Regions from separate parts of the Zea mays genome. Here region 1 is linked to region 2. A link is a contact called in public Hi-C data. All regions are on one chromosome and are shown on one strand. Each heading gives the region's core, a stretch centred on a gene start, on an enhancer-like site or on the middle of the called end of the contact. The rest is flanking DNA. Distances are from core to core; before and after follow the strand shown. Region 1 holds the start of LOC103653663 (polyadenylate-binding protein RBP47). Region 2 holds the start of LOC100283652 (gibberellin receptor GID1L2).

Region 1 (4,679 bases), core at 1,659-4,158, 180 kb before region 2:
AGGAAAGATGGATGTGGGAAATGGCTGGGGCTAAAGGTCTTTCCTATATGTCTGCCCCCCTTCTTGAGGTTTAGCCTCGGAGGATGTTTTCATCAGTAGTAGTTTGTTGTTTCAGATGGATTATTTTGGTTTTTCGACCTCTGTAAGGAAGTCTGTCTTATTGTATCTGGTCTCCTTAGACCTTGTTTTTTCTTCTTAATATAATGAGGCGCAGTTCTCCTGCGTTTTTCGAAAAAAAACTCCCCCCGAGGCTAAACCTCAAGAAGAGGGGCAGACAGATAGGAAAGTCCTTTAGCCCTAGCCATTTCCCACATCCATTTTCATCCAGAGCCATCCTAATGACTAAAGACACATTAGGATTCCAGTTATCAAAGACACATTTGTTGTGATGGTTCCAGATAATGTAGGCCCCCAAAACAATCAGAGAATTGAGCCCCTTGCTAACCAGACCTCTGACCGAAGAAGTGGCTGAAATAGGTAGATCCCATGAAGAACCCTTCGTAAGCCACTTTAGCTGAATAGTTACCGTCTGGGGCAATACTGAACACATGTTTGTCTTCAATAGAAGGCTGCAACACTATCTCAAAAGAATTTTTCATATCACTATATACTTTTTTTACTTTTTGCGGAACATATTTAGCTCCCAAAAGCATTTTGCGTCGCTATATACTTTTTTCACCTTCCGCAAACATATTTTCCCAAAAAAAACTAATGATGAAAGGCATGCATGAGAGAACTTTCCAAGTCCAACAGCAAGTAAAGTAGAGCGAGGCTAGTAATAACTCTTATCAGTAAACAGATGCGCTTAAGATAACCAAACCCACTAACAAGTGGAGCATACCGTCCTGTTAGTAGAGTCAACATGAGATTGCCTTGGTGGAGAAGTGCCAGAATCACCTAAAATAAGCAACTATAAAATCAAAAGGCATGTCAAATGGGAAAATTATGTTTAAAAAAAACCTGCACACCAGCCGATAGAGCCCCAATTACTGGAGTAGATGATAGGAAAACCAGGCCCCCAAAATATGACCTATTTGAAGATGTATGCACGATGCATGTAGTAACATGTTACATCTACCCAAAATATTGAAATATAACCACCACCTTAAAAACTCATAGCATTGAGCAATAAAGAATAGATATGCCACAAAATTGATTGTTACAACTCCCAGTTATATGTGTGGAACTCATTGCATATTTGTAACAGGGAAATTTCTATGGTAGCAATAAAATTCTCAACAGATAGCATTGACTAATATATAGTCAAGATCATGGAATATGGAAAAAAGCATTATAGATTTGTAAAATAGTAACTGGAGTCACAGCCTAAATAAAAAACTTCAATTCTGGAAATACCTTGAGATCTTCTAGGAGTCGCTGGTCCTACACGAATTGGTCTTGTGGAACAGTAAACACCATTCATTTCAGTCATTGCATGAATTTTGTCATTATCATCTCCAAACCTAACAAAGCCGTAGCCTCTAGAACGGCCTGTGTTTGCATCAATAATAACTTTAGCTCCTTTCACCGATCGGTATTTGTTAGAAAAAAGTTCCAGCAACATCGCATCAGTAACATCAACAGCCAAATCGCCAACAAATATCGAGTGATCAGACGAAATTTCCGAGCGTTTTTCTCCCATACTATATGATGCCCAGTTTAACTTAAAAGCCCGGTCAGTATTAGGCATTACGTGACCAGAAAAATTCTGCAGTGCCTTCTCTGCTGAAACGTGAGTATAAAACTCTATAAAACCATAACCCTCAGAAACTCCCGAGTGTCTATTGCGAATGACTTTAATATTCACCACCTACAATAGCAGATGAATAGTGATACAGCAATTAGTAACGCATGGAGAAAATGGTAACGTAATGATGGAGCAAATCTCTCAAAGAAAAGACAACAAAATCTTACTTGATGCAGCAAAGAAAAGGGTAAACCATTTAAGCCAAACATAGTGGTCTTAACTGAAAAACTGATGACTTCACTACCTTATAACAACACAATAGCAGATAACTAGCTAATTGGCAATCAGTAATGAATGGAATAAAAGATAGTTAGTGGTAGAGCAAGTCTCTCAAAGAAACACAGACATTCGTGAACAATATATTAAAGTGATAATCCATTTAGATCAAATACAGTAGCCTTAACTGAGAATGTGACTACGTTGCTACCTTACCAACACAATTCAACAGAATAATATCACATATTCCTTTTTCGTTACCAAACCAGGATTTGCCGCAAAACTACGCCACTAAGCCTGTTACAGCACAGTATAGACGAATCAACACTAAGCCATGGAATAAACCTAGCTGGATTCGAGAGATCCAGTACGGATAATGCTGGATCAGAGGAGGAGCAGGCTCTGTGAGAGAGAAGGAACCTCGCCGCTAGAGCCGAAGCAGCTGTGAAGATAGTTTTCGTCCATCCAGTACTGCAGGTCGCCCACCCAGATGGTCCGGTTATCCTCGCCCCCGTTCCCGCCGGATCCAGTCGGCGGCGGCGGTGTTACCGAGGACGGCGGCGTAAAATGCTTCACAAACTGCAGAGAAGGTGGCGGCGGCGCGGCCACCATGGGATGGTGTGGAGGAGGGTATGGGATGACCACCCACCGCGGTTGCGGCATATGGTGATGCGGATGCAGTGCGTGCGGGTGAGGCGACGCGGCCGCCACCGCTGCCGCGGCGTGCGCGTGGGGGCGGGAGGGCGCCGCCGCCGCAGACGCCGAGGCCGGGGCGTCGGTGGGGGCAACTGCCGCTGCCATCTGCATCGCCGCCTCCGGGGGGTGTGGCTGGAGCCGGGAAGGGGCGGCCGCGTGTGTCGAACTGTCGAAGCTCGCGGGGGTGGTCGGATGGAGGCGGAAAGAGAGGAGAGAGCTCGTGCGCAGAGGCTGACGCTACATTTTTATATGTCGTTGCTGAGAGATCTCGGCCGTGCGATCTAGGATTTCGCGATGGCGCGGCCGTTCGATGGGTGGGCGTTGAAGACACTGACGCATGGGCCCGGTAGGGTACGGAGTAGGAGATTTTAGGGAATGGTCGAATGGGGTGGTGCGCTGGCGGCTGGCCGCTGGCGCTGCTGCTACTTTTGTGGATATGCGGGCATGCGGCTGATGTTTTGCTATTTCTGGACGAAATGTGGCTCAGTTACCAGGCAATAATAGGCTGGGCCGGTAACTGGACTTGAAGTGACTGTCTGTAGATTTGGAACCAGTCGCATTAAAAAACATGGAATGCTACAAAATCATTAATTTCAGTAGCAGATTACGTGAAAGTAATTAGCATGACGTTTGGGCATGTATAATCTATGGACGAAGCTAGTCTTTAGATTATAACACGTAACTATGGTCATGATTGTTTCAGCTTTTCATAAGTTCTGGCCACCAAAAGTTGATGTTGAATACCAAATACCCAACTTTTATAAAACTTGATTTGTTAAAAACTATCCAAAATCAATATAAACACATAATTCGTCGAGTTATTGTAATAGTAGGAATCCATTACTTTCTAGATCCTGAACCCTATGAATATATTCATCTTCCTCCGCACATAATTCTAACGATAATCAAATTCTCTCCACAATCAGATTCTTCTCACAGCCAGATTCTCATAAAAGTTGGTCAGAAAAAAGTTGAACCAAACAGACCATATATCTATAGCACTATATAATTCACCAGTTTAAACTTTACAAAACACAGAATCAAATCATCCACACAATCATATCATCCATTATATCCACCAAACAAATTACATCATACTTAACACAAAATCAAAACCAACGATTCAGATCGATGGATAACATCTTCTCTCTTACTCAAATCCATGTACAATATTATTTGGATCTTACATCATCACTCATTCCCCCTCGTCATCGTCGACCTCTCTCCTCCATCTCTGGGATCATAGCGTTAGCACGGACTATATGCTAGTATACAATAGGTTATTTATTTAACTGTTTGCAAGGTATTTAATGCTTGCATATAGACACAATCCATTTTAGTATATATACTACCATGTTGCTAATTTAATATGAAATGGAACAAACACAATAAGATGAAAATGATTATAATATTTCTTAGAACTATCCACATAAATAATATATTATATATTTATATAACATGCGGTAATGTAATTTTCAGTAACCAGATATAGCATAACATGATAGTAGCCTAAACTCCCTTATAAATTCGTCTAAAGGCTTGTTTTGATCCAAGAGTTAAAGCAAATTGACTAAAGTTTAGCTCCTCCTTAGGAGCTAAAAGTGACTAGGATACTTTTTTACTATTTTAAACTCACTTAACTAACTTGGAACAACCTAGAGCAAAAGCGCAATAGTAGTCTAACTAACCTAAAGCACTTCGCAAAATACCTACGCTAATCACCTAGAGCAAAAGAGCAATAACGGTCTAACTAACCTTAGAACAAAACCTATGCTTTCTCTACTAGCTCTTTAATCTTCCGCATTTACTCTCTCTCTCTCTACTTAAGTTGCAATCTCTACTCTTCTTAGTGTATAATATAAAGGATTGGAACTTAGGTTGCATAACTCCTTTTGTGGTAGAGATAGCAACACATAGACAAAACTTAGTTTGCACATTCTAGATTGCTTATTTACATAGGTTTTGTTCTAAGGTTTATTTTGTGGCCTAGTTAAGAAAGAAGTTTTTAGAAGTCCTAATT
Region 2 (4,294 bases), core at 1,696-4,195:
GAGAAAGGAAGGGATGGCGAATTTCCATTCTGGCGGCCCAAACAGAATTCATTTTCTTTTTCTTTTCTATTCCCTTTTCAAATCCAATTCAAATTCAAACTCATGTTTTGAACTTCAAATTTCTAGTGTCAAAATAATCCTAATGTGAATATAAACTATACTGTTTATAATATTATTATTTATTCTTTTCCCTATTATTTATTTATGGAAGGACTAAATGACTTCATTAAAATTTACTTTCTCATTTTCTATTTTACGTTTTCATTTAAAAAATTAAGGTCAAATTTAAATTATGATTCCTTATTTCAATAAAATGTATCACCACAAATTCATAAGTATAAGATGCCCACTCTTTTATTCATTTATTGGTTACATGACTATGTTAATATCCTTAATTGATTATAAAAAAAGGTCCTAATAAATTTTAAAGGTTAAAAAAATTCTCAAAACCTTATTACAAATGTATTTATTTATTTTATTATTTTTTCCTTCTACCAATTTTGGGCTTTACAATTTTCCAAATGTTTTTCTTTTTATTTTCTCTATGGATTTCAAATCAAATTCAAACCCAATTCAAATTCAAACTAATTCAAACATGTACATCAACCAAAATAATAATTTAGGCTCAGCATGATGCAATATTTCATGACTCACATAGGTTTTGCTATATTAAATAAATAGTTAATCCCCTATAAACTAGACATAGTTCTAATAAAAAGAGAGAGAAGAAATCTAGAGAGAGAGAAACAAGAGGTAACTCCTGAATTTGGTAGGCATTAGAGAAGAAATTTTATACCCCAAATTCAGGGTGTTACAAGAGGGAATCACGACTCGTGGGTAAAGTGTGTAACCTCTGCAGAGTGTTATGAAACTGATACATCAGTCGTGCTCACGGTTATGAGCGGCCTTGGTAGCTCCATTGATTAGAGATACTATAATCACAGAAGATGATGAGGTTAATTATGGTTTTGGTGATTACGATTATGATTTTTGGTATTTTTTCGTTTGGAAGGAGTACTTTTGGGCTAATAGCTTGGGTTTAATGCTAAAACCTGGCTCTCTAGTTGTAATAATTAATTGACCAACTAAAAGCAACTGCTTGATCCTTACCCCACATAAAGCTAGTTCACCACAGCCAAACGTGACAATTGCTGAGTTTGTTGATGTGTACCCATCCTTGCTTTATAACACCAAAACCCACAGGTTGTCCACATTGCAACCACTGCTCGGGAGAAGATGAAGTCCCGGTGGAGGATTTTCAGGCGTTTCAAGACTATGATAAGTTCTAGGCGTGGGTTAGCGGCAAACCTCCAGTCGGCTGCCTGTGAAGGGCGTGTGGTTCTATGTTTCGTTTTCGCACTTTGATCTATGTTAATGACTATGTGGATGTCTCGGGCATCATGATGTAATAAAAAACGGTTATAGCTCTTTAGAGGCTCTTGACGAGAAACATTTTTTTGTGATCATTTGGTAGGGCTTCATGATGAGTCCAAACTAGACCCGCTCAAGGAGCCATGCCGCCAAAGCAACCCTTACTCAATCAGTATTATTTAAATATTTTTTTATCTCTCATTCCCTTAAGGGTGACCTCGTGGCCGCTCGTGCCGCCGTTATCGACTTCTCATCAAAATTGTGTGCCCCTCTCATCAGAATTGTAACGTTAGCATAGATTATATGCTCTTCACCTGAAGTAGTCCAATTTTGCGTGAACGATGAATTTGGCATCAAGTTGGCTAGTCGATGCGTGGGCAAAAATTTCCAAAACAGCTGAAATATATTATTTTATTTTCCACATTGTCACGCAAACACAAAGGAACAAGGGCGCACGCGTCACGGATCACGTTCACGTTCACGGCGCATTGATGAAAGCCGCCATCTTGTCCAGCATCTCCTTGGCCTTGTCGCAGTCGGGTTTGAAGAGGAAGAAGACATGGCCCTCTCCCATGGTCTCCAGCAGCTCGACGCCGGCGGCCTGCCCCAGGCGGCCTCCCCTCGCCGCGGCCACCGCCTCGGCGTACGCGCGGCCGCGCCACCTGAGGAAGTCGCCCTCCGCGGTACACACCATGACGCGCTCACACGCCAGCGTGTGGAGTCCCGGTGCGGCGGGCGCCATGGGGTTCATCCGCGGGTCTTCCATGCTATTAGCATCGGGGCACGCGAAGAACCAGAGTCCGGCGCCCATGGTGCGCACGGCGGGGTCCCTGGGCTCCTCGCCCACGGCCTCGGAGCCCCAGAACCAGGGGTGGATGAGCACGGCGCCCTTGAGCGGCGGCGGGCAGCCCTGCTGCTGCGCCTGGACGACGTCCGGGTGGATGGCGAGGTAGTGGCAGACGTTGCCGCCGGCGCTGTCCCCGGCGACGAAGACGCGCGCGAGATCCCCGTGGGCGGCGACCCAGGGGTCGGCGGCGGAAAGCACCCACTTGAGCGCGGCGAGGCAGTCGTCGTACCCCGCCGGGAGCGGGTGCTCGGGCGCCAGGCGGTAGTCGACGGAGACCGCGAGCGCGGGGCAGGCGGCGGCGAGCCTGTTGAGGAAGAGGTGGTAGTTGGGCGAGGCGGCGGACTCGGCCACGAAGCCGCCGCCGTGCACGAACACGACGACGGGCAGCTTGGCACCGGCGTCGGCCACGGGGGGCAGGTAGAGGCGGGCCGAGTAGGAGCCGAGGTGGACGTCCTTGGATTGGACCCCCGTGGCGGCGTCGTGGCCAGGCTCCACGGGCGGAGCCACCAGGGGCCGCTCGATGCGGCCGCTCTTGTAGACCCGGAGCAGCGGGCCGAACTCGCGCACGACCTCGTCGGACGGGTCGGGGGCGGGGACGGGGAAGGGGAATAAAGGCTTGGACGACGCCATGGCGGACGGCGCCGGACGCAGGCGCGCGCGCTCGTGAGAACCGCGGGGATGGGCGCCGCGCCGAGTGAGTGACGGAGTGAGCGATGCGGGCTGTTGGACTTGCGCTTGCCGCTTGGCGTGCTTTGTCTTGCTCGCCTGCCCAGCCCAGGCGGTTGGTTGGTACTTGGTAGGTTGCGGACTCTTTGATGAGGGACTCGGTCTACGCGTCGCCGGCAGTGCTGACTGCTGACTACGTGAGGGCCGGCACTGCTAGCTTGTCGATTCGCTGTGACCCGAAAGATGTGCGGTGTCCAGTTATCCGGCCTTGATGGAACCTGTTTGTGGACGCACAAGTCTCGCATATACGTATCCTTCAATTTTTTTTCTCTTCCACACACGAGAAGAGGAATTCACTTTCTTCTAGAAGATCTGATGTGATGCTAGTAGTGCTTTCTGCCTGAAAAATCCCCCGTCATTAAATATGCCATTATCTTTTTTTTTCTATTGCAACACGTGGACACATCAAAGCAACTTCAAGCTCCTTTTTCCCACCTCTGAATTTTCTTTCATCATTTTAAGTTATAAGATGCTTTAGCTTTTTAAGCTATATAGCTTATATAATATTCCCTCCCTACCAAATTAATTGGTTTTATTTAATTAATAGATTCATTATATATATATATATATATTTATATTTATATTTATATTTATCTTCGTCCATTTGAATATAGATATAAAACGAAGAGATAAAATGACTACAATTTTAGAAGAGTAGTATATTTCAATATATATATATTATATCTAGATATATGATAAAAATAGTATAAAAATAAAAAAATCTTATAACTAAGGATGAATGAACAATTAATATAAATATAGATTTTAGTAAAAAATATCACCCAACAACTTATTAGCTAGTTGTTTCTCGATAGCTTAAAATAAAGAACGAGATAGGCTCTCTTGTGCAGAAGATGTAGAGAAACAGTAGTTGGAGGATAAAAGGATATAGAGAGTTATTATTATATTAATAGCTCTCAAATAATAATTTAGAATTTAGAGAGGGTGCTCTTATTGTTGTAGACAATTTCATTTGATGTTATCAACTGTAAAGGCAAACAAATATATTGTAGCAATGGACTAACCACAGCTGAAGGTACGGTGAAGGTTGTAAGAGTCTATTTACATGTTCTCTTGCACATAACATATAGAGAAGCGATAATTGGATGATAAAAATACATAGAAAGAAATTTTTTTATTAATAACTCTCAAATAATGAATTAGAATTTAGAGGGTGTGCTCTTATTGGGAGAGCAGTTTCAAGTACCAACTACCAAGGGCTGCACATCATGTTTTACGGAGAGTAAGATTCGAACTCGTAACCTCTCGCTTATGTGCAACCTTCTCCACCACTCCACCTCTTATATCATTTGTGTCTATATTAAATTTTCTCTCCCAAGTATTATAACA

What was found. Hi-C and Micro-C count contacts between places; a contact is called where the count stands out from the background.
Region 1: a Hi-C map of bundle sheath shows a contact between it and region 2, with 4 times the contacts expected there. The contact joins the promoter of LOC103653663 here to the promoter of LOC100283652 in region 2. A contact is called at or near these places in 8 of 25 Hi-C or Micro-C datasets (bundle sheath, ear, endosperm and 3 more).

Annotation. Positions count from the first base shown.
Region 1 is chr4:127,780,831-127,785,509 of Zm-B73-REFERENCE-NAM-5.0, reverse strand. LOC103653663 (polyadenylate-binding protein RBP47) reads right to left here and starts at 2,908. Exons shown (of 6, transcript XM_008680491.2): 1 at 2,384-2,908; 2 at 1,357-1,810; 3 at 842-897. The coding sequence starts at 2,770.
Region 2 is chr4:127,598,706-127,602,999 of Zm-B73-REFERENCE-NAM-5.0, reverse strand. LOC100283652 (gibberellin receptor GID1L2) reads right to left here and starts at 2,945. Exons shown (of 1, transcript NM_001156553.2): 1 at 1,759-2,945. The coding sequence starts at 2,848. The coding sequence ends at 1,850.